Linked DNA regions of Sus scrofa: region 2 is linked to region 1. Evidence: chromatin contacts called from public HiChIP or PLAC-seq data. All regions are on one chromosome and are shown on one strand. Each heading gives the region's core, a stretch centred on a gene start, on an enhancer-like site or on the middle of the called end of the contact. The rest is flanking DNA. Distances are from core to core; before and after follow the strand shown.

Evidence for each region. HiChIP or PLAC-seq counts read pairs in DNA pulled down with a chosen protein or histone mark.
Region 2: an H3K27ac HiChIP or PLAC-seq map of alveolar macrophages shows a contact between it and region 1. The contact joins the promoter of PLCL2 here to the promoter of OXNAD1 in region 1. A contact is called at or near these places in 1 of 5 promoter capture datasets (fetal liver), 2 of 47 Hi-C or Micro-C datasets (embryonic fibroblasts and liver) and 1 of 2 datasets of contacts at active chromatin or transcription factors (alveolar macrophages).

The regions. Positions count from the first base shown.
Region 1 is chr13:3,393,792-3,397,687 of Sscrofa11.1, reverse strand. It overlaps OXNAD1 (oxidoreductase NAD-binding domain-containing protein 1), which reads right to left and starts at 1,802. Exons shown (of 8, transcript XM_001925300.5): 1 at 1,517-1,802. The coding sequence starts at 1,787. It overlaps DPH3 (diphthamide biosynthesis 3), which reads left to right and starts at 1,832. Exons shown (of 3, transcript NM_001243616.1): 1 at 1,832-2,065; 2 at 2,589-2,663; 3 at 3,625-3,896. The coding sequence starts at 1,958. The coding sequence ends at 3,690.
Region 2 is chr13:3,990,313-3,994,334 of Sscrofa11.1, reverse strand. It overlaps PLCL2 (inactive phospholipase C-like protein 2), which reads right to left and starts at 2,105. Exons shown (of 7, transcript XM_021069677.1): 1 at 2,007-2,105; 2 at 1,094-1,638. The coding sequence starts at 1,423.

The DNA of each region.
Region 1 (3,896 bases), core at 553-3,052:
TTTGCAGGTACTTATGCCAAAAGTAGTAAAGAACTAAAGATGGTTCCCAACCTCAAAATGATCACTGGGATGGGACTACAGAACTGACACTGGACACTCTCCTGTCTTCTCTCCAAGAGATGACCTGGGAAATACCCGTGTCTACAAAGATACAGGGAGCAGCCTCTGAGCTACATAGGCTTTGCTGGAATTTTTCCTTTGCTCACAACAGAATCATCCCAGTTAAACTTCAACAAGCTTAACAAATGTTTAACAAATGTTTCCTAACTGCTATGCAGATTTCCAATTAGGCAAAATGGAATGTTTGTGAGGCCTCTGAAATAATCTATGAACCCCTTTAATGTCACTTCTAAATCTTCTCCCAAAGAGTCCTCTGCCTTTAGGTTTTCAAGCCTTAAAAGGCCTAAACCAGGTGGAACTTTAGGGTGCACAAAACTGATAACTTCATGCAAACATTTGAGTGTGTATACATAAATAAGCATAGGGCTGTGGACATATGTATTATGCATATGTATCATTTAAATACAAACTAAACATGACAGAAGTGACTGCTGAACCAAGTAAAAGTTGTAATTTCCATGCAAAAGTAGAATGTTAGATCTGAAAAGAATCTTGTAAATCATCTCTAATTCAACCTTTTTCTGTCAGATGAGGAAGCAAGGCCCAAAGAACGTAAATATCCAGCTCCCAGAGCTAGATTATCTTATGTTTCTCAGCATTTCTTCTTTCACTGCATTCTGTCTCTACCACGATTTGAATAAATGCCTACCAACGGAGTAATACCCAGGAAACCCCGTTTGACACCAACAGGAACAAGCACTGCTCCAAAGACAAATGACCTTTCAACTGCACTCCGCTTCAAGGTATACAAAGACCACAAGATAATAACTACGCATGTTGATGCCATTTCTTTCGCAGAAAGAAACTCTGGTTCATATAAGAAATTTGTTCCTAGGCTTTGGGGACATACAGGCTCTTCATTTCCTAGGTATGTGATCTTAGTCGAGATACTTGACTTTCTGTATCTCAGTTTAAAGATTAATTATACGGAATAACATCTAAACTCCCAGGGTTGACGGAAGAATTACAATTAGCGCAACACTTGACTGTAGTTAAGAATCTTACGTGCTCGGCAAAGAGGACTCAACCTGCCTAACAGATCCTGCTTGGTCCTTTCGCCCAAATTACAGCATCTGAAGATAATCTGGGGTGAGGAAGAGGCGGGATGTACCTGAACAGCCGAGTGCAGCCGAAACTACAAACTACGCGTCGCTCTGAGCTCAAGGTCACTCAGTGAATCAAAACTCCAAGGGAGCTTTTCGTCCGCCACTGGGGCGGCAGGGACAGAGGTCCAAGAGGCTGAGCTGTTCCCGCCGCCGCCTCAGACGCAGCAAACCACGCCCGCTTTTCCCTAGCAGCGCCGAGGGCCGGGTGCAGGCCACCTAGGCCGGCCGCGGCCTTGCTCGGGGTCTGGTTAAGGTCTAAGGTGCGCGAAGTGAAGCCGCACTTTCCATACCCGCGTAGTAAGCAAGTTCCACTCCGCTCCCGCTTTTGCCGCGGGGACTCAGTTCTAACTCCCGGGCCAAGTTCCCCTCCCCCGGCTCCGCAGAGCTTCCTGTGTCCCGGACGTGACGCAGCAGCCGCACGAGCGAGTCCCACATTTCATTGGTCGCTGCCGTCCTCTGGGTGGAGCGGTGCGGGACCTCACAGAGCAGAGAGAGCCGGTAACTCAAGTCTCCGCCCCCTAGCTCAGCCATCTCCAAGGTGATCGCTACCCGGTCACCCATTTGGCCTCAAGCCCATAGTTACGTCATTGTTTATGCGCCGGAAACGGTCATTCCTGCGCCGGGGAAGGGGGCGGTGACGACGCCGGCTGGGCCGGCGCCGGAGAAGTTGGGACCGGCCCCGGCCTGGGTCGGACAGCGGAGGTGACAGACTTCTGCTCGTCCCATTGACGATGGCGGTGTTTCACGACGAAGTGGAGATCGAGGACTTCCAATATGACGAGGACTCCGAGACGTACTTCTACCCCTGCCCGTGTGGGGATAACTTCTGCATCACCAAGGTAGCTACAGAATCCAGCCCGGCAATTCGGAGCAGGCGCGCTTTCCCTTTGCCGCGTTTCTGCCATAGATCCGCGCGGCTTATAGTTACCCACGTCCTTCTTTATTCGTTTTTGAATTCCCCCGAAGTTGATGACTCTGCGCTATCAGTGGGCACAAGTTCTGGCTTAGTCGGCCCCCGGTGGTGGGAGGGTAGGGTGTGGATGGCGAGGGGCATCAGTCTTCTCGCTATCCACTTAAGGATCCACTTCTGGGATACTCCTTTGGAGGAAGAGACGTGTTTTTGTCTTCCTAAGGGTTTTGAGGCCACTGAACCTTGACTCACCCTCCTAGGTATTTCCGCCAAATGACACTTCCAGGGAAGAGTGGGGCTGGTCTTTCTCTTGGAAGGTGTTTTGGTTCTCACATGCTTTGTGGGGAGGCCAACCTCAAAGGAGCTTGCCCATAGAGGTGGGAGGTTTGGGGGAAGGAGGAGGTCACCAAGGGAAGACTATGCTGACCATACGATGTTTGATTTTGTTGTAGGAAGATTTGGAGAATGGGGAAGACGTGGCAACGTGCCCTAGCTGCTCACTCATTATTAGAGTGATTTATGACAAAGTAAGGGGTCAAATTTTAAAAGGTGGGAGGAGGGTTGCAAAGACCTAGAGCAGTCTGCCTGTGATACGTCAGCGCAGGAGAATGTTTTCTAATAGTGTGTTATTGGGGAAGTTCCTATTGTGGCTCTGCAGAAGTGATCCCGACTGGGATCCATGAGGATGTGGGTTGATCCTTGGCCTTGTTCGGTGGGTTAAGGATCCAGCGTTGCCATGAGCTGTGGTATGGGTTGCAGACAGCCTAGAAACTGCATTGCTGTGGCTGTTGTGTAGGCAGCTGTAGCTCCAATTCAACCCTGAGCCTGGGAATTTCCATATGCCGGGGCTGGGGCCCTAAAAAGAAAAGGAAAAAAAAAAAAAAAAAGAAAACCTAATAGTGTGTTATGTAAATGCTGTGTTTTTAAAACAAATATTAAAAACCATTAATAAGGGAGTTGCTGTTGTGGGTTACGGCTGACTAGTATCCATGAGGATGTGGGTTTGATCCCTGGCATGGATCAGTGGGTTAAGGATAGGGCTTTGAAGTGAGCTGTGGTGTAGGTCGCAGATGCGGCTCAGATCCTGAGTTGCTGTGGTTGTGACTCTGATTTGACCCCTAGCCTGGGAACGTACATATGCAGCAAGTGCTGCCCTCAAAACCAAAAACAAACAGGAAAAAAACATTAATAAGCAGCTATATTGTAAATTAAAGTTTTAAAAACTCAAATTCGTTAACTCATTTTGCTTTGGGGAAGGCAATAAAGAAGGCTGCTCTGTATCTGGTGAATATTAGTGATTACTTATTAAGTAGAGATGATGATTCTGGTGCTGAGATTGACTCATTGAATGAGGATGAAGTGGTAAAGGAATGGAAAAACTTACGTTTAATAGAGCTGAATTGAATCTGTAACAAAATAAATGTTTGCTATTGATGCATCTGTGACACAGACATTTGGTGATGAATGTAATTTCTTGTTCCGCCTTAGGATCAGTTTACTTGTGGAGAGACAGTCCCAGCCCCTTCCACCAACAAAGAACTAGTTAAATGCTAAAGAAGACTTCAGGACTTCAAAGCCTGAACTTTTGGGAATGAGCCAAGGTGGAAGAATCAAATGCAGAGTCACTGGCTTCTTCATGTGGACCATCATTTTGTAGTTTGCTGTTCATTAGCGTGTGGATTCTTTCCATTGGCGGCTGGGTTCATCTCCAATTGAAGAAGCAGGTTCACCACATGACATACCCAGGTTTTGTGCTTAGA
Region 2 (4,022 bases), core at 856-3,355, 600 kb before region 1:
GCTCTGAAGGTTTCTCTAGGTCCAATTAAATTTCAAATACCAACACTGCCAACTCTCTTCACTGTGGCCCGTTCTGCCTGCCTCTCCCACCAATTACTCACCACAGGAAGGGTGGGTGCAGCCCTGTCAAGGTGCTTTGCTGCTCACTGTCCTGGTGACCTCTCAATTTTCAGAAAGCAACGTTTCCATATTTGCTCCAAACTTGAGCAGAAGGAGCTAGTCCTACCCAAGGCTCTGCGCTTCTTAGCTAATTAACTTTTTTTTTTCTCACTTCATGTCAGGAGAAATATGTATACACTGCAGACCAAAATGTACTATTAGAATGAAGCCACCCAAACTCAGGAGTTCCTAATAGTACTTGAAGAGTTTATTATGCACAAAACAATCGCTGACTTCCTCCTGCTAAACAACACCAGGCAAAAGATATCAAAACCAAGCAAACTGCCCAAAAGAACTTCCACAGAACTGGAGGCCTGCCTACTGTAGCAAGAAAAAATTAAACCGTGCAGGACTGTAATGTCTCCGCGCTTTTGACCCTAAGAAAGCCAAAATCTGCATCTGCGTTCAAAAACATACTCCATTTCTCCGAGTGGTTGAGTGACCAGGGATTTTTGTGTCCTCTGAGTCTAACTGCTACCAAGAAGCGGCCATAGGCAGAGTGGGGGGAGAAAACTATTAAATAATCTGTTTGCTGCCTGGGATTTTTAAGAAAATGTTTTCACGTAATCACTGTCTTTAACATACAATAGAAACCTTACAAGGAGTCTGTTACCAGCCTAGGTTACCCCAGGAGAACGTGCCCTGCCCAGCAGGTACAGGCCATCATTTCAGGCCAATCCTGGGAGAGGTGACAGCCCTAAGTTGCACGGGAGATGTCTGAGCACAGCTCCCCTGCACATTCGGGACCACCTCTCCATTCTTCCCAAATGCCATATGCACCCAATCCCTGCTCAACCACCCCAAGCACCAGTGCATCCCTAGCTCCCGTCAGCAGGGGCTCCTGGTACAACCCTCTCCTGACACCAGCACTCCCCTCAGGAAGAGCCCCCGTGGACGGCGCGGGGCGGGCGGAGGGTGCCCCTCTCCCACCTACCTTGATGATGCTGCTCCTCCGGGGCAGGCCGCCCGGCTTGCTCTCCCGGGGGAGGGGGCAGGCGGCCGGGCCGGGGGTTGGAGCGAGCGCGGCGCCTCGGGGGCCCCTGGCTGGGCTGGCTCGGGCTTCGTCCCCGGACACGCCGAGGCTGCAGTCTCCGTTGGAAACCCCGGCGCTGTCATAGCGCGCCCGCCCGTGGCCGTGGAGCCCGCCGCCACCGCCGCCACCTTCCCCGGCCCCGGCTTTCAGGGCGCCCTTGGCCCCGAGGGCCGGGCTCGGGGAGGTGGGCAGGGCCCCGCCGGCGGCGCCCCCCCGGCCGCACTCCGCCATGGGCGCCCCGCGACCCGCCAGCACAAAGCCGCGTCCCCGCGTCCCCGCGTCCCCGCCGCCTCGGGCCGCGCGGCCCCTCCTCCTCTCCTCCTCCCGCCGCCGCCTCGGCCGCTTCTTCCGCTTTTTTTTTTTTTTTTTAAATTTAGATGTGCTGTTGGTTTCGAGCTCGCCTCGCGCACGGTTAGAGTCGCGGCGGCAGGATTATCGGAAGATTCCTGCAGGGGGAGAAGAGAGACACAGTCAGCACGGCGGCGGGGCCCGGCGCCCGGCACCCGGGACGGAAACACGCCCGGCACACGCGCCGCCGCGGGCGCCACAAACCCCGCGCGGCCGGGGCGCGAGGCCCCACCCCGGAGAACCGGGCGCCCACCCCGGGGCTCGGGGCACCCACCGCGCGGGCACCGGGGCGGCCCCCTCGGGTTCGGGGAAGCGGCAGGCTCCCAGAAGCGCCTCGGCCACGCGGAGGAGCCTCCCCAGACTCTCTCGGCCCCGGGCGCGCGGCGGCGACGGTGGGGTCTCCCCGGACCCCAACTTCCCGAAGGCCGTCGCGCGCCGGGCCCACCACGTCTCCCCAGGACCCCACCTGGGCCGGCGGCTCCAGGGAAGCGCACCGCGGGCAGGGCGGCGGAGACTCGCCCACCCCGCCGCGGCCGTCTCCTCCCGGGCTCGGCGCTGCCCCCTACAGGCCGCAGGGACCCTCCCCGCCGCTCCGACCCACCGCGAGCCGCCGGACTCCCGCCCGAGGTGGCCGCCGTCGCGGCTGCTCCCGCCCGACCGGCTCATCGGGCCGCGGGAACCTCACCGCCCAGAGGACCGCGACGGGAAGGGGCCGCGGGTCCCGGAGGTCCCCCAGTCCCCCTAGAGCTGCGGCAACTGCCAATCACCCGCCAGCGCCCCGAGGGGCAACGACCGCGCAGGCCGCGGGGCCGCACGAAAGTCTAGAGCTCGGAGCTCGGCCGCTGAGCGCCCCCCTACTCCGCCCCTCACGCGGGACTCGTTCCATTTCTGCCCAGTTCGGGAGAAGACCCTCTGGACGTTCCCCTCTGGGCTTACCCCTTGGGTCAGACACTTCACATACAGAAATCAATTCCGTTCCTTTGAGCTCCTGAAATGTGAATGTTTCAACTGATTCAACTGGTTGCAAGGATGCTGGGGAGGGGCGGGAGGGGAAGAGAGGTGAGAAGCAGAGGACCTGGGCCGAGCCTGTTCTGTGCCCTCTAAATCGTCCTCCAGGGATTTATCACCATCGTCCCTCACTCCCGGTGCCCTTCCTGATCCCGCCGCCAGGGACGGCAGCTGGTCAGGCTCTCTGACGACCCGCCCTAGGTCAGGCACATCTTTGGAGGCAGGATCCTACTTGGATCACTACAGCTCGTCCTTCGTCACTCTGGTCCCCCTCCTTCCCCTTTACGCCAATGCTTTAGGTAGAGTGACCCGCCTAAATACCCTGATCACGTTGCTCCCCCGTGCAAGTACTTCCCCTAGATCTCCATCCTTGGAGCCAGGCAGGGCCCAAACTCCACAGCTTGGTACCCGAGGCCGCACCCAAGCCTGGCCCCACCCACCTCTCTGTCCCAGGCTCCCCGGCTCCAGCCGTCAGCCCTTCTCTAGCACCCAGCTCTTCTCCAACTAGTGTGTCTTCTTTTCGGGAATGCGCTTCCCGCAGGGCAAGAAGGAGAAACTAATAGTCCGCTGGGGGGTAAACTTAAAGACCTTGCTTTCTTTAGCATGATGTTGTAACAAACTGCCAAATAGCCCTCAAGGAAAGGAGTTTTACATACACATGCATACCCGCCCTTGCCTCTGAAGCAACTTCAAATACCTTCGTGTTATTCTTGGGGGCGTTTTTAATTCTTCTGATCTTCTGGATTCATGTTTTTGTAACCCATCTGACGCCAACCTGGGCCTACACGTTAACAGAAATATTTTCACATCGATGGACAACAATGTTTTAATATTTTATACAGTCCCATCCTTTTTTTTTTTTTTTTAGTTTGGTTCTATTTTTTCGTCTTGTGATATTTTTGCAGGAAAATGTATTCAAATAGTTCAAATCAGGTTCTTAATCTGCCTTATTGAATCTATATAAGAGGAGTCGGTGAGTATGCTGAGGGGAGGAGAGGAAGAATGCTGGGCCTTTTTTCTTGAAGTCCTCTAATTTTGATATTTTGAATAAACACCTGGAGATATTTGTGCCTTTTCTTGCATTTACCAATCACTAGTAACATGCTGTGAGAGTAATATATCCAGCAACTGGTACTATGAGTTTCCCAGGGTGAGTGGGGACATATCCAAGATGTTTTTTCTATAGCCACCATCTAATTCGCCTAATGCTCTCCAAAAGGAGCACCTATCCATCTCAGTCTGGACTCCCAACAGGTCAAGCCAGGGAGACTTCGTTGAAATAGACTTGGCATTTAAATTAAAATGTTTCCCAAAGCATCTTGGCAGACCTGTAACGAATGATGCCAGAAGAGCGAGGCCTGTGCCAGTTTCCTTTTCATCCCCCTAAGTGCTTGTCTCCCACAAGTCGCTGGTCACACGCCTGCAGTTGTTATGGCTGTACTTCTGCATCGCACAGCCAGTCAGGCTGCAGGTA